5 separate regions of the Mus musculus genome follow, and regions 1, 2, 3 and 5 are each linked to region 4. Evidence: chromatin contacts called from public promoter capture Hi-C data. All regions are on one chromosome and are shown on one strand. The core of a region is the stretch at or near the end of the contact, and the rest is flanking DNA. Distances in the headings are between cores, read along the strand shown. Region 1 holds the start of Ilkap (integrin-linked kinase-associated serine/threonine phosphatase 2C). Region 2 holds the start of Mlph (melanophilin). Region 3 holds the start of Erfe (erythroferrone). Region 4 holds the start of Rbm44 (RNA binding motif protein 44). Region 5 holds the start of Espnl (espin-like).

Region 1 (3,781 bases), core at 708-3,207, 250 kb before region 4:
TCTGAAACAATTAGATCACAAGATTCTGACCTAGTGAAAGTTTTAACTCATTGGCAGGTTTAACATTTTAATAGATTGTTGGCAGGTGGTAGGATGGTGGGAAGTGGATACTGAAGAAAGTAGGTGACTGAGAACTTGTCATTTTGGATTATGTTATCCTGGTCCCTTTCTGATGTCCTTCCACTCTGTTTCCTATACATCATGAACTGAAGACCCTCCCCTATCACATACTCCTATTGCCATGCTTTCTGCCCAAGTATCTTAAGTCAAGCAACAGACTAAGGAAAAGATTTGTAGGAGAGAAAATGAAATCTGTCAGGGAGTTGAGGTACTGTGATTACCCATAACCCGTTCTTGGCACTTAGTGGAACCCAGAGATCTATTGGTGGTAGGAAAATTAACGAGTCATGTCCAAAGGTGCAGCAGTTCAAGCCTGGTGTGCATGGAGATTATGAAGGGAAAGAGAACAGAAGAGAACTTAGGGTCAGGTCAGAATTCCAATTGCCAGGGGTGGTGACAGAGATTTATATATAGTCCTAGCACTGGGGAGGTAGAGGCATTGTGAGTTCAAGTCCAGCCTGGCCTACTGAGCAAGTTCTTGTCTCCACAAAAGATTTTATTTAGCAGCCAGAAGTTGAGCTGTAAACCAGGTAGAGATGGAGTAATGATTAGAGATGTCCATACATATGAGGGAAAGACAGGCCACATGGCAAACACTGCCAGAATTCATGTGGAATGGTGGCCGACGAGTCTATTTGCAGGAGTGGGAAATCAAGTTTAGTGTGGTGATTTGAATATGCTTGGCCCTCAGAGTGGCACTATTAGGAGGTGTGGCCTTGTTGGAAGAGGTGTGATCTAATTGGTGGAAGTGTGTCACTTTAGGGGTGGGCTTCAAGACCCTCCTCCTACCTGCCTGAGGAAAGTCTGCTCCTGGCTTCCTTTGGATGAAAATGTAGAACTCTCAGGTCCTCCAACGCCGTGCCTACTTGAATGCTGCCATGCTTCCTGCCATGATGATAAAGGACTGTATCTCTAAACCTGTAAGCTAGCCCCAATTGTTGTCTTTTATAAGAGTTTCCTAGGTCATGGAGTCTGTTCACAGCAATGGAAACCCTAAGACACTTAGCAAGAGCTGCTTTAAAAACATAGTGATATCAAGTTGGGATGGGCTGAGAAGTGTATGAGATATATGGACAAAAGACAAAGTGCTGTTATTTCAAAATCCTACATCTGTCAAGGAAGAGACAGTTCTGTCTGAGTGCAGTAAAAACTTCAAACAGTGGCTTGGAGGTCAGCTGGGTGGATCCACCTATTGCAGCTAGAGAATATCTGGTCTACATTTGCAAGGAAGCAATGACTTGTTACCTACTGCACCAAGAAGTCCACACAACACTGGCAAAAAAACCAAAAACAACAACAAACAAAAAAAACAGGTAAGGTGGTGTTGGAAAGGGCTGGTAGGATTGGGGTGTGTAGTCAATAAATTTGGGTACCTTTAAGGAAGTGAAGTCTTTGTGGATTGTATGGTAGGAAGAGGAATTAATTCCATGAGTGGCTCTTTTCTGAGACCAGGGAAAATACACAACACAACTTTGTAATTGGTAAAGCGTCATAAATTTGGTGGCTGAGATGAGGGATGTTTGTCACTTTTGTGGCTTGGCCAGTGATGGTGTTTTTTTCTGGTCTCTATCCCAGTGGGACAGCTGAGACCCCGCTGGGCGCCATCCTGCTCCCGGGCGGTCAGAAGGTGCTTTGCCTGCTCGGTCACACAGGGAACAGTGGACAGGTGCAGACCCGCCTCTCCGGCCAAAAGCCTGTCTGGATGTCAGGCTCGGCGCCACTCCTCCCTTCTTTCCGGGGAAACGCCATAACAATTTATCACGGGACCTAATGCCCAGGCCAAGAGCGCCCGTGCGCTTGCGCAGCCCACCCCCGCCCCGCCCCCGCGCGTAGCACTCTGGGGCGGCGGCTGGGCGGCGCGCGATTGGCAGGGTCTCCCGCGGTGAGTGACGGCGCCGCCGCCGCCGCCGCCGCCCAGGGTAGCGCGGAGCCTCCGCTCCACTGCCCCGCCGCCATGGACCTCTTCGGGGACCTGCCGGAGCCCGAGCGCGCGCCGCGGCCATCTGCCGGTAAGCGGCGCGGGGGAAAAGGGCGGCGCCGGGATGCGCTGCCTCCGCCATCTTCGCGCCACCGCCGCCTCAGTCTCGGCCTGTGGCTCCCGAGGCCGCAGCGACCGCGCGGTCCCTGTCCAGGCCTCGCGTGGCACACGCACGAAGTCCCGCGCCGAAGGGTCGGGGCACTCTGGCTTTAATTTGGCTACAGCAAGACTCCCAGCGGAATGTCCTGGTCCCGGGCCTGTTTGCGTCCTGGAAACCCCGAGAACTTAACAAGTTTCCGACTTCCAGCCCCTTGGTGCGGGGCGCCTGCACAGCCAATGCAGGGCGCTACGGCTAGATAACCGAGGCCGGGGATGGGGGGTGGCGTCTGCAGCCCACGTTTTGGGAAGGTCTTTGGCACGGAATAGGAAGGTGAAGAGGACCCAGCCTTTGCCTTCAGAGAGTTCAGTTCTGATCGCAGAGGCATAGGTTAAAAACCGTGGGAAACGCCAAGCGTCCGGAGTAACGGTACCCGAAGACTAGTGAGAAAGACCTGGGAAGGAGGCGGCCTTTAGCGAGGGCTTCGGCTGATGGTTTCCAGAGATTCTAGGCAAGGAAACAATGTTCAAAAGTGGGAGGGCTCAGATCTCCAGCTTGGCAGAGCGGGACGGGCTAGCATGGAAGAATGCTGGAGCTTGGGGTTATGAGAAGGTATTGACCTGTCCTCTTCACACCTGTGCTTTGGTTTTTAACCTGCGCACCTCCAGACTCCTGAGATGCTTTGTAGTGTCCTCTTTTTGCAGTTGTTCCTGGTAGTGGCACCGTTACGTACCCCCACCAACCACTCTGATGGTACAGAAGCTTCTAAGTAACTAGGCCTTGAGACTGAGTTTGATTCAGCCATGCTTTTTGAAGATAACCACCGTTACAGTTGTGAGTAAAGCTGGCCTCATACAGGCAGCCTTGCATCTGTCACTGGAGTATAACCTGTGTCTGAATGTGCTCGGACCAGAGTTTGGATTGCCAGATGTGCCTAGAAATCTGTCATCATTAGTAGTCCCTATTGCTTTTTATCCAAAGTTATTTTGGGTCTTCTCCGTGGTCAAGGCTCTCTTGACATGACCTAAAACCTTAAACTCAACTTGGGACTTAGCAGATACATGCGTTCCCCATGCCCCTTCCCTCCCTCCCTCTCTCCCCCTCTCCCCCCCAAACATATTGAGTAATCTGAAATAAACTCACTCCTATCCACTACAGGGGGTGGGGGAGACACAAAAACACATTCCAAGAATAATTATGTGTTTTGAAGAAACTGAGGTCACAAGACTCTTGTCTTGTTTTCTCACAGGCACTTAGAATTCTCCTCACAGGACTCCATTCTCAGACCATGTTCCGACACCATACTTTGCTTTAGTAAATGGTGTTGGTTGTTATGTAGTCATAAGAATAAGACTAAATTGCATACTGACCCTGCTCATGCATGGGTAAGTATAACAAATTTTCCAAAATAGTACTGGGAGCAATTAAGAAATAAGTCTAGTCATTTTCACATACTATAGGAAGATGTGTGGACAATGGAAACTGCTGTGTCTTCAGATCAAGCTTTGCACTGCCTTTGACCTTCAGGAACCGCTGGCAAATGTGTGTAATAAGTGATGCCTCCTGCAGATACTATGTGGAATAAA
Region 2 (4,031 bases), core at 911-3,410, 230 kb after region 4:
AACAGAGGTGTCAGCTATGACTCCTTTGGAGCTGACTCCAGAGCTTCTGGGTGTGGTTATGTGTATGTAGATAGGGTTTACACCACAGGGGTACTGGGGCCTCCAGACTCCAGAAGAAGGATGGACACACTGCCACTCAGAAGCATCCCCTTCCCCGACAGATGTGCCAGGTGCTACCATGGAGCTCTGGAAAGGTTCCTGCAAGCCAGACTGCCTGGTATCGCTTCTAGCTTGATCTCTTCATTCTCATTGGCTCTGGTCATCGGTTCTGACCTACATGCAAGGCTTCTACTCTAGGCTGTGACAAGAACTGAACCAGGTGCAGCTACAGAGCCTGCAGCTGGGCTTCCAAACCAATTCAGGCATAGGCAGCTTGGGTGCTTCAGGTCCCTCCTGCTCTCAAGATCTCACTGTCTACTGTGAGAGGTTGGGGCCCATGGGTGATCCTGCCACTGTCAGCTGGCATATGCTGAGTTGTCCCTCAGTTTGTTTGCTCACAGTCACTGATGTGCCAGGTTCTGGGACAGGTGGCACTAGAAGCAGATAAGCTGGCCTTTATCTACAAAGGTCTCTGGTCATCTCTAGCCCAGTATGATGCTGGGATCTTAGACTTAAGAGGCACCATGGTGGTAGGGTACAGGGTGCATACATGTTAGGGATGTGTGTGTCTTCTTTCAGAAGTCGCTTTTGAAAAGAACAAGACAGTGAGCCCTAAAAGGTGCTTTGACTGCATGGCCAGCACACATGGCCGTCCTGCATCCATACTGAAGGAAGGGAACGGTATCATTAGCCTACAGGCTCTGGTGTCCTCTTTACCCTTTCCTTACCTCCCCCCTCTCCCAGTTCCCCCTCCTTGACCTCCCCCTCCCCCAGTGTCCCTCTCCAACCTCCCTCCTCCTCTAGTTCTCAGCAGCTTTTCAGAGTCACTAATGCATCAGGATGACCCACCAGCTTCTCATGCTTGTGCCTGGACCAGGTTCCAAGTCCTGTGAGGCACCTGCCCTGGTACCCACTTTGGAGATGGGGCACTGATGCTGGGTGAGATGGAAGAACTCACCTCCCCACCTTGCCTGGTGATGCTCTAAGAAGTGACACCTTGGAGACCTGGGCCCGGAGGGGTGATGCTCGTGGCCAGGAAAGCTGTTGCTGTGTCTTACTAAGGCCTTGTAATCAGTTGGGAGATGGGTGTGTGTTAAATGACACACATCTGGGCCAGGGAGCCATCAGGCTCAGGGGTTCACCAACTTCAATGCCCAGCTACCCCTGGTCTTTAGCCCATCCCTTTTCCTGAGACTTGTGCCCTGGGTATCTAGGGGAGTCTTGTACCCTGGTTATTACTCAAAGCCCTCAGAAGGAAACAAGAGCAATCCTTGTGGCATAGAAACAGAACAGACAACAGCACCAACTCATTTCCGATGAAAGCAAAGAACTGTGTTTTTAGTTCAGGTCAGTAGGACATAGGTGTGTGCTCTGTGAAATCTTCCTGCATCTGTGAGACTCAGCTCTCTCCCAGGCTTGGACACAGTGGGGTGACACTCGAGGTGTTAACACATTTCCTCTCACATCTTCATAATAAGAAGGAGGGCCTAGAGGACCTATGGTCCAACAACAACAACAACAACAACAACAACAACAACAACAACATGATTCCACTAAGTCCGGAGGAGGGCAGGTGCCTCCTTCATGCACCTATCTGCTTTCTTCTTGCTCCCAGAAGACAGCCAAGAGGAAGCCAAGAGGGCAGCCAAGAGGAAGTTTCTGTACAAATAGCCTCTCACCCTGGGCTCCGGTCCAAGTCTCCCGAAGGCACCAGCTTTTAGCTCAAAGGAAGCTTTTAATTAAAACCAACTGTTTAGCCCCAAATGGGCTCCCCAAGGATTTCGCCCATTGTGTTTAAGGCATCCAGAAGAAGCCCAGAGTTCAGAAGTAAGGTGTCGCTGCACCCTCCCTGAGCCAGATTCCCTCTTCTGGGAGTTCTGCAAGCCCCAGGTCCTTGGTGCACTCACCAGCCTCTCTCCTGGGAATGCCCAGCCTGTAGCTCTGGCTCGGTGGGTCCTGGCCTCTGCTCCTTTCTCTTAGCTCCTGAGAGAGAAACCCCAGGCACCGAGCGAGGCCAGTGTCAGGGTGCACTGAGCTAGACAGAGCTGTGTGCGGGGATCCAGGCAGCTGTGGCGCCGGTCCTGCCCAACTTGCGGCTCAGATCACGTGGGCTACTCCTGACCCGCCCAGCTCCGGGATCGACGTGCACCCCAGGGTGCCTGGACAGGCCAAGAGCAGAGCGGACTCCAGTGGCCCTCCTGGGAGGCGCTGAAGTGGGTATGGAGGACAGAGGCACCTTGTCCCCAAGCCGGTTGAGAGCAGAACACGCGTTGGAGTTGTGCGCTCATTTCCACCACTGGGTTCTGGTCCCCCATAGGAGGGATCTGCTGGCAAACCGCATCCTCTGAGAACACGGCACCTCCGCAAATATCCATTTTAACTCTTTACTTAGCTTCACAGACAGGGAAACTGAGGAAAAGCGCCCTACCCAAAGTCACCAACTTCTTAGTGAGACTGTGAGCCCAGGTTTCCAGCTGGAGTCGCTGTCCCCCAGGCCCTCAGATGGACTCACAAGCGGCCCCCCCCCCCCAGTCCGGCCAAGGCCTTGACTATTGAAAACAGTCCAGTAGGTCTGTGGTCTGAGAAGCTCCACCCAGAGATCTGCCCTGGATGTTGAAAGAACATAACCTCCCCCCATGCCGCAGCATAAGAGCACCCTGACCCCTTCCCTATGGCTATATTAAAAAACCAACCAAACAAAAATTCACTTAGCCAAGTGTGTGCTAGTTCACACCCAAAATCCCAACACTTGGGAGGCTGAAGCAGGAGGATTGCTGAAAGTTTCAGACCAACCTGTTTTAGTATTGAGTTCCAGCCAGGCCAGCCTGAGCTACAGAGAGAGGCCTCTACTCTTTGAGGACAACTTTTACAACTCAGTGCTGGCATCTGCAACATAGAGACAGGGCCGTAAACAATAACTAGCTCCAGGGTGGACAGATGTGATAGTAGCATTTATTCCCTGTCAGCAGGAGAGGAAAGGGAACCTTAGAAGACATGCTTTGGGTCATCTGCAGATGTGTGTGTGTGCGCGCGCGCGCGTGCGCGCGTGTGTGTGTGTGTGTGTGTGTGTGTGTGTGTGTGTGTGTGACTGAATATGTGATTGTGTGTGTGCATATGACTGAGTATGTGACTCTCTCTGTGTGTGCATATGACTATGTGATTCTCTGTGTATGTGTGCATGACTGAGTGTGTGAGTCTCTCTGTGTGTGCATATGACTGTGTATGTGATTGTGTGTGTGTGTGTGTGTGTGCATATGACTGTGTATGTGATTATGTGTGTGTGTGTGTGTGTGTGTGTGCATATGACTGAGTATGTGACTCTCTCTGTGTGTGCATATAACTATGTGATTCTCTGTGTATGTGTGCATGACTGAGTGTGTGAGTCTCTCTGTGTGTGCATATGACTGTGTATGTGATTGTGTGTGTGTGTGTGTGTGTGCATATGACTGTGTATGTGATTATGTGTGTGTGTGTGTGTGTGTGTGCATATGACTGAGTATGTGACTCTCTCTGTGTGTGCATATAACTATGTGATTCTCTGTGTATGTGTGCATGACTGAGTGTGTGAGTCTCTCTGTGTGTGCATATGACTGTGTATGTGATTATGTGTGTGTGTGTGCATATGACTGAGTATGTGGTTGTGTGTGTGTGATTAAGCAGCAGCTGTGTGACTTGGGATTCTTAGGAGAAGCATGACTTTCTGGCAGCCTCACCCTGAACAGGCCGCCCCCCACAGCCTCACTGCTGTCCGGCACCTGGTGTTAGTAATAAACTCGACACAGCAAGTTGCTTTGGACTCAATATTCACAGCACACCGCCACATGAGCTCCTGGCAAACACTCACTAAGGCCAGCAGAAATCCGTTTCATCCTGTCTGATGATGTAGGCTATGTACTGCACGGTTGCTTGATGTTTACTGGTGGGCAGGTTCT
Region 3 (4,086 bases), core at 28-2,527, 220 kb before region 4:
GATGGAGGCTTCTATGCTTCTTGCTGTCTGATGCCCTCAGTGGACACTCACAGTGCAGTGCTTCCATTATAGGTCAGAACAGGTGTACTGACCCTTCCAGGGGACCGGTGGCCTGTGTACAGACTCGCACCACTGTCAACTTGAGGGCAGCACCGAAAATACATGGAGCCATGTTGGTCAGGGGCCCCAGGAGTTGGAGTGGGAGCTGGGTTCCAGCTATCAGGGAACTGGTGACACCTTGCCCCTCCCAAAGAGGGTTCAAGGCCAACATTCCACTGGGAAGGTCCAGCCTACTCCCCACTTCCTGGTGACTATGTCTGGACCTCATGAAAGTTTTGAAGGCTGATGGCTGGGGGTCAGGGGGAGGCTTCAGACAACAAGGACATGTTTACTCCCACCAAAGGAGGCAGAAATGGGATGGTGGAAGGACCCAGGGATGCCTTGCAGAGGGAGGTATTGTAACCATCTCCAGCTGTCTTAGTGGATGTTTTGTTGGCCCCTGGGGTGCTGAGAACTGAAGAGCGCGCTGGCCTGGGGTTTCCTTGTGCCTGGCCCACAGCATGAGCGATCAACTAGACCCTGAAATTCTTCCCTGAACTCTCACCAACAGGACTGACCAGCTCCAATGAAGGCTACCAATCCACCCTCCCCAGGCCTCTAGCCACACCCTCCCCAGCCTGCGTCTCCACCCCAGCAGTTCAGGTGGAGATCTTGGGAGGGATCGCAGGCAGAGCCTGGTTACATCACTCCTTTCCCAGACGCAGTCACCTAACAAAAAGGAACTAGATCTGGGAGCCCCGCTCTCTCACCAGTCTTCCAGTTTCACGAGGAGCAAGTTAACTGCATTTCACACCTTTCCCAATCTCTCCTACTGGCCTAGTGGAGTTCTGCCGCCAAAGCCACGGTACAGAGGACGCATCCACCCAACCCTGGGTCTCACAGAGCCCCTGAGAGCGACGTATCCCCAGTGTTGGACACTGCGCAGCAAGGGGTGCCACCTTCCCCACCGTCTTAGGGCCCCCCGGGACAGGAAGATGTGGGGCGCGGCTGCGTCTTACCGGCGGGCTGTTGGCTGGCGGGGCGGGCAGCTCGGCCCCGGGCGGCTGCGGGCGTGCATGAGTCCCCACGGGCTCCGCGGACTCAGGGACACCGAGGCCCATGGCGGCGAGTAGGCTGGCGCAGGCGAGCAGCGTGCGAGCTCCGACGGGGCGGCGGGTCGAGGCCATGCTGGCGGCGGCGGCGGCAGTAAAGAGCACGGCTGGTCAGGTCGGCGCCTTATAACGCGCTTGAATCCCCCGCCTCGCGCGCGCCGCCCTCGCTGCCGTCGCCCCCTCGCGGCTAGGGCACGCTCTGCAGGCACAGGGGACCCTGAGGAGGCGGGCGCCCGATCCGGTCCGTGCACGCCTCCACTTTGCTGCCTGTAGCCCAGGGTTAGCTTCTCTTCTCCTAGCCCTGCACCCGAGGCTTTCTAAGACACCCCCCCCTTTCTCTAAGGACACCCACTGCACCATTCTGCACGTCTTCTTAGGACCTCCCCCCGCCCCGGGTCTCTTCTTTTCTCATGGTTCCAGGCCTTAATGACAAGTTGAGTACCTGAGAATATGGCAGCCCTTATGGCTCCTCCTTTTCAAGCTGGGGAACCTGGAGCACTTTTAAGGTTTCCCTGCTCTTCCCCACCCCGGATGTATCTGCACAGCTGGCACCTCTCAGGCTCCAGCTACGGAGTCTGCTACTAGCAGCTACAGAGAACTGACCCAGTCTGGCTGAAAGGTCGGATCCCTCTGATGTCCTAAGCCAGGCAGATGGAGCTCAGACTGCTGCCCACTGCCCACCACGGAGCATTCAACCAGGACAGATGTGGCAAATCCTAAAGGATGAACTGCGAGGAGGCCTTTTCTGGGTGGTTCTCCTCCAGAGAGGCAGGCCTAGCTGCCTTGAGCTGCTGTCATTACATTGGCTGTAGATAAAGCAGCACACCTGGGTTTCTTTGTTTCTTTTTTTGTTTTGTTTTGTTTTGTTTTGTTTTTTGTTTTTTCCTTTGTTTGCTTGCTTGCTTGATTTGTTTTAATCTTAAATTGTGTGCGTCCAGGTGCCCTTAAAGGCTAGAAGAGGGAGTCCAAAGAAGGGACTTGATTTGGGAAGCATGACCCTAAGATATCAAGTGACCCTGCTCTGTTCACAGTGAGGGCCCCAGCTGGAGCGCTGACAACCAGATCTGTTGCCATGTGAAAGTAGTTATTTTCCCAAACAACGGACTGTCCTAGTGATGTCATGGGTTCTTCCAGAGGGCCCAGATCCAAATAGTTCTGGTACTGGCATGGCTTCCTGGACCCTAGCTCAAGGTAATGACGCGGTCCAGTTCAGGCGCATAGCCCCAGAGCTCTAGCCATTCAGGAAAGGTTCCCGCATGTTTGCAGGGTCCTGTTTGAAAGCAAGGTCCTCAGGAGGACAGGAGTGCATGGCAAAGCTCACAGGGCGCTAAGCATAGGGTCCACAGCCTCAAAGGAGTGGCATCTCTGATTCAGAAGTGGGACCCTTGAGTGTGGTGGTGCCTGGGTCTGAGTGAACATTCTGAGTGAGTCGGGCCCGGCAGGAGAGCAGCGAGTGACCTCCCTGTGCCTTCTTGCATGGCAGAAATCTAATCCTCATTCCTGGGACCTCATGTCATGGCCTTGACCCAGCTTCCCGGCAGTTCAATGAGCCAAGCTTTCTCCGTGTCCCTCTTTCTTCAAAGGAAGGCTGTAGGCTGATGAGGTCATGGGCATGAAATCTTCCCTTTACTCAAAGACAGTGGGAGCCTGCCTGAGGCTGACTGGCTGTGCGGCCTCAAGAGTACCTGCAGCTAGCAGTGGTGTCGTTAGCTATGTATGCCTTGAACGTGGATGGACCATCAGTACTCGGATCACGTGACTGTCCCTAACATACAAAGGAGGAAAATGAGGGATAGACCTTGGGAGAATCAAGGAGTCCCCAAACCAAGGCATATCCAGGCCCAGGTACCATGTCTTGCAGTCAGCAGCTCTGTAGGCCTTGAGTGCTCCTATGGGCTCTGAGTGCTCCTAGGGTGTGGTGGTCTAAGTAACAATGGCTGCCATAGGCCCATATATTAGAATGCTTAGTCATCGGGAATAGAACTGTTTGAAAGGATTAGAAGGATTAGGAGGTGCTGCCTTGTAGGGTGGACTTGAGGTTTCAAAGCCCATGCTGGGCCCAGTCTTTCTGGCCTGCAGCTCAGGATGTAGCTCAGATAAGCCCCAGCACCTCTTAAACCAGAAGCAATCCCCCAATTAAGTGCCTTTTTCTGTAAGAATTGCCTTGGTTGTGGCTGGAGAGATGGCTCAGCAGTTATGAGGACTGGCTGTTCTCTCCTGAGTTCCATTCTCAGCAACCACATGGTGGCTCACAACCATCTGTAAGGGGATCTGATGCCTTCTTCTGGTGTGTTTGAAGACAGCTACAGTATACTCATATACATTAAATAAGTAAGTAAATCATTAAAAAATATTGATTTGGTCCTGGTGTCTCTTCACAGCATTAGAACACTGAGACATGGGGGCTCAAGTACTCTCAGACTCTAAGTGCTCCTGAAGGCTCTGGGTGCTCCCGTAGGATCTGAGTGCTCTCCTGAGGGGTCGGAGGGATCTGAGGGATCTAAGTGCTCCCTCAGGCTCTGAGTGCTCCTGGAGGGTCTGGGGGCTCTCCTGAGGGATCTGGATGCTCCTGTAGGCTTTATGTGCTGTGGAGCACTCTATATTCTAACTAGAAGTCCTCACTAGCTTCAGATGTCCGAGTCCTTGTTTTCCTAGGGATTCTGGGATATGATTCTTGGGGTGCCTTGTGGCCATCCCCTGCATGACAGGAGGATCTCTTGAGTGTCTGGTGTGCTCCAGTCTCTGTGTGTTATGCTGGTGGCTGTCCCTCTTCCTGCTCACTTTGTGGCCCCACGGTGGCTTTAGAATACTCTGCCAGTGTTTTGTCTTCCCTCTCTATGTTCTGATTGCTTTGGTCAGAGGGTGGTTGTCAGGCTGCTAACAGGAGATGGGGACAGTAGAGTTAGGGACATTTCCACACACACACCCCCAGACA
Region 4 (4,340 bases), core at 9-2,508:
GTGAAATAAATCACAATGGAAATCATAAAACATTTTGAAATTTAGTATGTAGTATGCAGCTAAAATAGCACTCATTTACAGCTTTAGGGGTTGGGCACTCTAAGTCAGTGGTAGACTGACCACTTGCCTAACACATCTCATGCAGCAAACCTGGGTTCAAGAACCAGCACACACCATCAATAGAAAATAGTATTGAATCCTTTCACTACAAAAGATTTACCAGAAATGCCTGAAGGTTCTGAAGAAACAAGAAACCAGGCATGTGCTGGAGAGACGGCCCAGTGGTTAGGCGCACTTATTGCTCTATGACGGTGCAAGTGGGATTCCCAGCACCCACAGTGGGTGACTCAGAACCAAAGTCCAGCTCAGGACTGATGGCCTCTTCTGTTCTCTGCGGGCAATCGTGCATGCAAACAAGACAAAAGTTGTTTCTTAAAAACAAATGGAATTGATACTCTTTATAAGACTTGGTCTGAGAAAACATAAACCACTAACCTATTGGCAATATTAAAGCGATAATAGAGGATTAAAACACTTTCTCTAACAAATCTGACAACTCTTCAATGGTCTCTTAGCACCTAAGGAAATTAAATCTCTATTTACAAACTTCTCCTCAAAGAAAATGACAGGTGTGGATTGCTGATGAATCCTTATAATCAAGAGATAAACCCAGGATTTTATCTTATGATGTGAGGAAAAAGGCAAGACTTACCAGCATGTTTTTTTTTTCTTTTACCAGAACTAGCATAGTCATTTTTTTTCTTTTTTAATCAGATACGTGTACTGATGTGTGCCTGCGTGTCTGTATGTGCACCATGTGTGTGCAGACGCCAGAGAACAACCTTTGACCTCAGTGACAACACTGTCACTGAGTGCCCACTTGTCTCTTTAGTCACTCTCACAGTGCTTGTGGCGAGCCTGGGGACCTGGCTCAGTGGCAGAACCCTTGCCTAGCATGAAGGAGCCCCCTGGGTTCCATGCCCAGCACCTAACCAATAGGTGTGTCGATGCATAGGGTGACTTCCAGGCCAGCCTGCAAGAGCAAATTACTACCGTGGTGGTGGGATCAAAAAAATGCAACTGAGCGGGCACTTTGCTGCAGGGCAGCATAGGTCCGAACAGGCTCCTACCGGCCCCTGTTGCCCAGGGTGTGGGTGAGGCTAGGGTGTCTCGCCTCCATTCCGGGCTCACCGTAAGTGTCGTCTGTGTCCCTGCTGTCAACCTCTCCTCCAGGTTGCTCTCTCCTCCTCTACTTTCCAAGGAGTAGTGTCCCAGGGTTTAGCGGGTAACGGCTGCCGGAGGCCCACCCACCGCTCGAGGAGAGCTCCTATTGGCTGTGTAACAGGGTGGCTCCATGATTGGCCTGGTGGGGCTTAAATGCGCGGGAAGGAGCTGCACGGGGCTTGGATTGGACTCGCTGGGAGTATCTTCTCGCGAGACTTAAAAGGCGCTAAGCGGGTGAGTGCCTGTGGTTTGTAGAGCTGTGTGTGCCCTAGACATGGAACCCCGTGGCTTGCGCTTTGCTGCATCCTGCATCCTCTTTGCGGGGTGAGGGGGTCTAGAGTGGGGCACTTATTTGCCTCTGGGACAAAATGTATGGGCGTACAACAAAATTCAGAAAGCAAGAGATTGTTTCAGTACAATCATTAAAAACAAAAAAGTAACAGAAAAAGACTCAAAATGAGAAAATTATCCAAACCAGTATCCTTTTTTTTTTTTCTCCTCTCTTCCATTTTGGTCAGGTTGTAAACGGCTCCATGGAGAACACTGTTTGTGATCCTGTTTTTATTTAGTTTGGTATCATGGATCTCTTAGTATTCATTTTGATTTTTATATGACTGCATTAAAAGATTATTTGAGCCAGGCAGTGGTGGCGCACGCCTTTAATCCCAGCACTTGGGAGGCAGAGGCAGGTGGATTTCTGAGTTCGAGGCCAGCTTGGTCTACAAAGTGAGTTCCAGGACAGCCAGGGCTACACAGAGAAACCCTGTCTCAAAAACAAACAAACAAACAAAAAACAACAAAAAAACACAAAACAAAAGATTATTTGATTGCTGAGGTTTTAAATTTTCATTATATACATATTTTTTAAAGCTTTTTATTTGTAATTACGCCTATATGCGTGTTTCTCGGTGGGTAGGTACACGTTGAGTGCGCTGTCTTTAGGGGCCAGAAAAGGGCATGGAATTCTCTGAAGTTGGAGTTCATAGGAGGTTGTGAGCCCTGGTGGTCCTGGGATTCCAAATGGAGTCCTCTATGGGAACTGTATGTACTCTTAACCACTGAGCCATCTCTCTAGCCCCTCCCACATACATATTTTGTTTGTGTTCTCAGTACAGATACGGTAGATAATTTAAGCTTGCACAAAATTAGACGATCCAGGAGGACCAACATCTCAATAGCATCATAGGTGACTTTACTTGTCTGAACATAATTACCAAAGAGTAGTGGAGGCCCTTTCAATAAGGACAAAATGGGTTTAAACCTGGGTCTACCTTCAAACTGCTCCATCAGAGACAGAGGCCTCATTTATTCTTTTATTAATAAATTGATTTGCCAAACTCATATTGACCTACCAGCAGCTGGGTGCTGTTCAGTAATGAATTGGAGACTGTGAATAAGTTTGTGGGCCTGCACAGTGTCACCTTGCAGTAACTCAATTGCTCATGCAAGTCTCCTCTTACCTATAGTGAATTTGTGTTTAATTTCTGAAATCACCATTTCATTCAGAGATGCTACTGAGATAATTAAGTCTGGCATCTGTTCTGCAAATTGGTTCAGATGAGGCTGGACACTATACCTTGTCTGGGCAGGTGTCTAGTTCAGAGCGGTGGATGCCCTGTAGCTGTGGAAGTGTATGGGGAGGAAGGCACCCTGAGGACACTGCAGACCACGTTCTATACCCGGCTAGGAGCTCTTCCCCCACTGACTGCTGTAGAGCACTTAGATATTTTGGAATTTTTTTTTCCTGGGCTGGCAGAAATATGTCAAATGCTCACTCTGTCCCCTTCTACCCAAAGAAACAATGCAGAAAGTGTCAGCTTTCATGTGTCTGCATTTTAGATCATAGAAGACAGTGGATCATCTAGATGAAGGGCCTCTGGGATCTGGGGAGATGGGCTGTCTTGGCCCTAGAGGGCAGGGCCCACACTGTGCATGGTCTTGTTATATGTTACCAGGCAAACTATATAAACAGTGAGGGTGGCCAGTGCAGCTAGATCCTATCTCAAGATAAAACAGACTACAAACAAACAAACAAGCCCAATGTGATGGAGCTCAGTTCCTTCTCATTGAGAACAAACACATCACTCCTCAGGGCAGGTTTGGCTTCCAGACTGTTTGTTCCTCCCTCCCTCCCTCCCTCCCTCCCTCCCTCCCTCCCTCCCTCCCTCCCTCCCTTCCTCCCTCCCTCCCTCCCTCCTCACCTCCTTCCCTCTCTCCTTCCCTCCCTTCTTTCTTCCCTCCTTCTATTCCCTCTATTCCAGATCTTTCTGGAAGAAGCAAGCTCAGATGTCAAGCCTGGAGTGCCCAGGCTGGATCATCAGGGCCTTGAGCCAGTGGTCTAACAGTAAGTGATGGGCACCAGCAAGTGTTTGAGTTTGGAAAAGAGTCCCTGGGAATTTGGGATCCTGAACCAGAACTATCCAGCTATGTCACCCTCAGACTCCTGATAGCACAGAAGCGGGAGGGAAGCTATGGGTTAGATTAACTTGTTACCGAGCAATAACTAACTCACACCGGGAACTTAAGGAAGTTCCTCACAGTAGTCCAAACAGAACAGACAAATTTCGTTACCTGAGTTCAGAATTAAATGTCTGGGAAACAATTTATATTTTGGGGGGCAATACGGGAAAAAGAATGTAGGGACTCTACATACTAGACAAGTGCTTTCCCACCGAGCTACATCCCCAGCCTTCAGGGGTTTTGATTAATTTTGGGTTTTGTTTTTGTTTGTTGTTTGGCTGGGTTTTCAAGACAGGATTTCTCTGTGTAGCCCTGGCTATCCTGGTTAGCTTGCTTTGTAGACCAGGCTGGACTAGAACTTGGAGATCTGCCTATCCTGCCTCCTCCTCCTCCTCCTTATTTTGTAATTTAATTTTATTTGTAACTCACTTTTTACACTCCTTATTCCATTCCCTACCCCTCCATCCACCCTTCGACTGCTCCACATCCCATACCTCCTCCCCACCCCACCCTGGCTCCACGTGGATGCCCCCACCCCCTATGCCACCTGACCTCTGAACTCCCTGGGGCCTCCAGTCTCTTGAGGGTTAGGTACATCATCTCTGAATGAACATAGACCCAGCAGTCCTCTACTGTATGTGTGTTGGGGGCCTCAT
Region 5 (4,071 bases), core at 182-2,681, 180 kb before region 4:
CGGAGAGACACCTGAGGCATCTTGGTCCTACCGGGGCATAAGCAGGACACCGAGTCTATGCAGGTCCCAGTGCAGCCCTAGGACCCTAGAATGTCTGCAGTCCCTCTCCAGTTCCTCCACCCCCTACTGAGACTGAAGGAACACCCTGACTGAGGAAGAAGCTGGACCCCACCCCACCCCAGCTGCTTACCATCCTCATCAGCTGAGTCCCTGTACGTTCTGCACATGCTCAGAAAGAATTCTAATAGCACAGTGATTCCCACCATGGCTGTTCCAGGGCACCAGCCTCTAGACCTCTGGGCTTCTCCCCTCTCCCTGATGGTCCCCAAGGCATTTCTCTTCAAGGTGTCAAGCATCCAGTAGACCTGGCCATTCCCTGAGGGTGCTATGATCCAATGTGAATCTAGAGACAGTTCAGTGTCTGTCTGCCCTTTACCCTCGGGGTCATTGGATAGATCCGTGAACAATGCTGTGGAGGCTGAACCACACTGCTCTATGCCACGTGGAGGTGTCTCCATCTCTATCCAACTCTGTTGATTGTTTCGAGCTCTCAAGAAGGCAGCCACGGCTAACAACTCTAAGTCCCTTGCCTGTACCAAGCAGGTCTAGGCATGCAAGCAAGTAGGAGGCTGGTAGCTCTGATAGAAATGTTCTAGCAAGATGGTCGCCATACTCGAGAGCCTTCTCACTACCACAGTCTGTGTCCCTAGGGGTACAAGATCCTGCGTACCCAAAGCCACTTTTTAAATCCACTCCTCGACCCTTTGATCAGGTCTGGTGATCAGGTCTGATCAGAGATGAGATCCTGAACACAGGCAAGGCCATCGTTGGCAGCCCTGGGTGCTCCTTGCTGAGGGAGGTGTGGAAAAACCCCAGTGACTTTTCTGTGCCAGTGCTGGATACATCTGAGGTTGTGGCTGGTGTTTAAGGGCTTTATGCGTTTTTTAGGGGGGAAGGGATGGGTTGGGAGAGGCAGAGGCACACATCTCTGACTGAGAGCTCAGGGCCTTCTAGGGATCGGACTTTCTGGACTCACCTCACCTCACAAACAGGCACAGAGCCGTCCTGTTCTAGCTTACCTGCAGCCCGCAGCCCGCATCACGGACCAGCCAGCACAGCTCTGCCAGGTTGCCCGTGGCTGCTGCATCGTGCACTGGTGTGGCCCCGTTGTGTGCCTGCTGGTTGCCTGGCAGCTTGGCTCTCTGTACCAGGAACTTGACACAGTCCAGGTGACCAGCCCGGGTGGCATGATGCACCAGGCCAGCCCCCAGATCATCAGTGATGTCTGGTCTTAGGGCACCAGCCTCAAATAGCCGTTCCAAGGTGGCCATATCCCCATCCTTGGAGGCCACCAGTGCCTGCTGCGCCTCCATCCTCAAGTCTGACTCTCAGTAGTGGCTTGTGTACAGGCCCGGCACGGCTTCCTGTTTCAGGCGTGGACGCTGCTGAAGGCTCTGGTTACCTGATAAGCAGCTCCCGGGGCAGATGGGAGGCAGCAAGAGGGGGGCAGGCTCTGGAGACTGGCCCTCAAAGCCTGGCCCAAGCAACTCGGGCTGGGTGCCTGGCCCTTCCAAGCATGAAGAGTGCGGGCCTGGGGGAAGGGTATGCAAGTCAGGCTGGCAGATTCCACTCAGCGGCTGGAGCCCTACCATCTACAGAGTGAAGTGAGAGCACCCCTCAGCAGGGCTCCTGGCCTGGGATGGGTCTCCAGCCTGCCAGCCAGCCAGCCAGCCAGCGAGCGGTGCTCACAGCTATAGTCAGCTCAGGCTCAGAAACCTGCCCCAGGAAACACTTCAGTGATAGACTAGCAGGCTACCCAGGAGACCCACTGCGATAGCCTTAGAGTCTAAATGCCATCACCCAAGGCACCCAAGACACAGACATACACATTCTGTGTGTGTGTGTGTGTGTGTGTGTTTACTTGAGACAGGGTCTCACTAAGTAGTGGTCTGGAACTCACAGAGAACAGTGATCCACCCGTCTCTATCCACCCATTGCTGGAATTAAAGGTGTGTGCAACTGTGCCTGGCTGGCTTGTATCTGAAATCCAGTCCTTGGCTGTTCTCAGCACCGACACTGGAGGAGCTTGCCTTGGCTGCTGGATTAAGGTAAGGCTGAGGGGATGACCTCACAGGCCCACATTGCCCCCTCTGGCCACAGCACTCTTGGGAGTCTGGACCATCCATGGTCCTTGGCTGGGGAAGTCAGGACTAATGTGGGGTCACCATGGTGCTATAGGAAGCTGCTGATCAGAGACCAACCTCAGGCTACCAGAAGTCCCTTTCAAGCCCCGGGGCTGCAGTGTCATTTCACAAGGTACATCAGAAACCTCCTCCCCTTCAGCTCAGATAGACAAGTGTACATCCCTGCGAGCAGCAAGACAGAGATTCTCCCACCACCGCCAGAGAAAGCCCAGGCCACTTCAGCAGGTGCAGACATGTTTCATTAGTTCATTTAATTTCTGACAACTGTTTTCACGGGTTGCGTCATCCTTTGGTCCACAGACCCAAAAAGCAGCCTCCAGGAAGACATTCCTATATAAACCTTGGTGCGATGTGTGCCACACATCCTTAAGATGGCACAGCCTTTTGCAAAATAAAATTAAAATGGAATCTGAGCGAGAAATGATCAGATTTCCCACTTTGGCAAAGACTGAGCTCAGGCACCAGCCTCCCGGTACCACGCTGGAGGTGGATCCCTGAGTAGAAGGCAGGGTAAGCTTCGACTTCCGGGGACAAGGCATGGGACATCTGCGGACCATCAGGCCAGGGAGGCAGGTGGGCAGTGGCTGGCTGAGGGCAGAGGCAGGGCTGCACTGGAGAAGGGTGTGTCTGTAGGTGCACAGGGGAAGCACGGGGGTGGGGGGTTGGGGGTAGGAGGGGGAGTCAAAATCAACTTTCCTATTCTCACACTAGCAGCTAAGTGACACCGGACCAAGACTTGGGTTTTGTCTTCTGACCAAGGTGCCTTCTGGGGTCAGGCGGTCCTGGCAGGCTGCCCGATAACTGGAATATTCCTATTCCCCTGTGGCCTTTGTCAGAAGGTGACAGGGAGAAGTCCTATGTGACATGGCTGTCCTGAGCTTGTAAGGATGGGTGCTGGGGTGGGATTCTGTGCGGTGGGCAGCCCCTCGTCACTCTGCACCCCACAGTAGGACAAGTCACCTCAACGCAGCTCTTGAGATGGGGCAGCTTAGGGACCAAGGGCTTTTGCAAGCGGTTTCCTATGGATCGAGTGGTAAAAGTCCAGCTGGCTACAGAGAGCGGCTGCTAGTTCTAGAGCCGCCCTTCCAGTTGGGCCACGGCCTGCTTCAGGTCCTGTACGATGAGATCCACATCAGCCCTGGTGGTACCGCGGCCCACGCTGAGCCGGACTGCATTCCGGGCCACGTCCACAGGAATGCCGCAGCTCAGCAGCACTGGGGATGGCCTGCAGAGGAGGGAGAGCATCGGCTGCTGTGAGGACTTACTTTCCTCTGTGCTCCTTCTGCCTCTCAGCCAGGCTCTCAAGCTGTGGATGTGCTGGGTCCCCGCAGTGCCCACCTACCTGCCCTGATGACACCGTTTGGGGTCTTCCTGTCCCCAGACTCCCTGGCCCAAACATTCCTCCAAGCCGACATAGGTAAGGCCCCCCTAACACTCTCCATTTCTCTCTGGTACCCATTTGTGCTTCACATGGGGAACCATATTGCTCTCTAGCCCTAACACCTTCCTCCCATGCTTCTACCGACTATGTTCAGCTCTGCACTGAGCCCTGGCTCCTGGGCCTTTCCTGTATTGGAGTCATGGTAAACATTCCTTTTTGTTTTTGTTTTTTCGAGAGAGGGTTTCTCTGTGTAGCCCTGGCTGTCCTCAAACTCAGAAATCTGCTTGCCTCTTCCTCCCAAGTGCTGGGATTAAAGGCGTGCGCCACCACGCCCGGCCATGGTAAACATTCTTTGAGCAATGCCATCTAGTGCTTAATTGGGGGAGCCCATGTGCCCTTCCCATCTGTACCTCCCCTTCCCCCCTGCTTCCCAGCTGGCCTCAGTCTCCCTGCTCCTAAGGGAGCCTCGGCCATCATGTGCTGGAC

What was found. Promoter capture Hi-C pulls out the DNA fragments that hold promoters and counts their contacts.
Region 1: a contact with region 4 is called in a promoter capture Hi-C map of the HPC-7 cell line. The contact joins the promoter of Ilkap here to the promoter of Rbm44 in region 4. A contact is called at or near these places in 2 of 39 promoter capture datasets (both in the HPC-7 cell line), 1 of 484 Hi-C or Micro-C datasets (embryonic stem cells), 1 of 115 datasets of contacts at active chromatin or transcription factors (large pre-B cells) and 3 of 9 other capture datasets (adipose tissue, liver and pancreatic islet).
Region 2: a contact with region 4 is called in a promoter capture Hi-C map of the HPC-7 cell line. The contact joins the promoter of Mlph here to the promoter of Rbm44 in region 4. A contact is called at or near these places in 2 of 39 promoter capture datasets (the HPC-7 cell line and cranial neural crest), 1 of 15 datasets of contacts at CTCF or cohesin (the NIH/3T3 cell line), 2 of 115 datasets of contacts at active chromatin or transcription factors (bone marrow-derived macrophages and pancreatic cancer cells) and 2 of 9 other capture datasets (adipose tissue and liver).
Region 3: a promoter capture Hi-C map of hematopoietic stem and progenitor cells shows a contact between it and region 4, with 5 times the contacts expected there. The contact joins the promoter of Erfe here to the promoter of Rbm44 in region 4. A contact is called at or near these places in 5 of 39 promoter capture datasets (the 3T3-L1 cell line, the C10 cell line, the HPC-7 cell line and 1 more), 1 of 484 Hi-C or Micro-C datasets (CD8 T cells) and 2 of 9 other capture datasets (adipose tissue and liver).
Region 5: a promoter capture Hi-C map of hematopoietic stem and progenitor cells shows a contact between it and region 4, with 4 times the contacts expected there. The contact joins the promoter of Espnl here to the promoter of Rbm44 in region 4. A contact is called at or near these places in 3 of 39 promoter capture datasets (the C10 cell line, the HPC-7 cell line and hematopoietic stem and progenitor cells) and 2 of 9 other capture datasets (adipose tissue and liver).

The regions. Positions count from the first base shown.
Region 1 is chr1:91,396,999-91,400,779 of GRCm38.p6, reverse strand. It overlaps Ilkap (integrin-linked kinase-associated serine/threonine phosphatase 2C), which reads left to right and starts at 1,957. Exons shown (of 12, transcript NM_023343.3): 1 at 1,957-2,129. The coding sequence starts at 2,075.
Region 2 is chr1:90,913,229-90,917,259 of GRCm38.p6, reverse strand. It overlaps Mlph (melanophilin), which reads right to left and starts at 2,160. Exons shown (of 16, transcript NM_053015.3): 1 at 2,007-2,160.
Region 3 is chr1:91,363,621-91,367,706 of GRCm38.p6, reverse strand. Erfe (erythroferrone) reads right to left here and starts at 1,277. Exons shown (of 8, transcript NM_173395.2): 1 at 1,059-1,277. The coding sequence starts at 1,226.
Region 4 is chr1:91,142,021-91,146,360 of GRCm38.p6, reverse strand. Rbm44 (RNA binding motif protein 44) reads right to left here and starts at 1,258. Exons shown (of 16, transcript NM_001033408.4): 1 at 1,192-1,258.
Region 5 is chr1:91,319,435-91,323,505 of GRCm38.p6, reverse strand. It overlaps Espnl (espin-like), which reads right to left and starts at 1,431. Exons shown (of 9, transcript NM_001033292.3): 1 at 1,080-1,431; 2 at 1-27. The coding sequence starts at 1,373. It overlaps Scly (selenocysteine lyase), which reads right to left. Exons shown (of 12, transcript NM_016717.3): 12 at 2,426-3,429. The coding sequence ends at 3,276.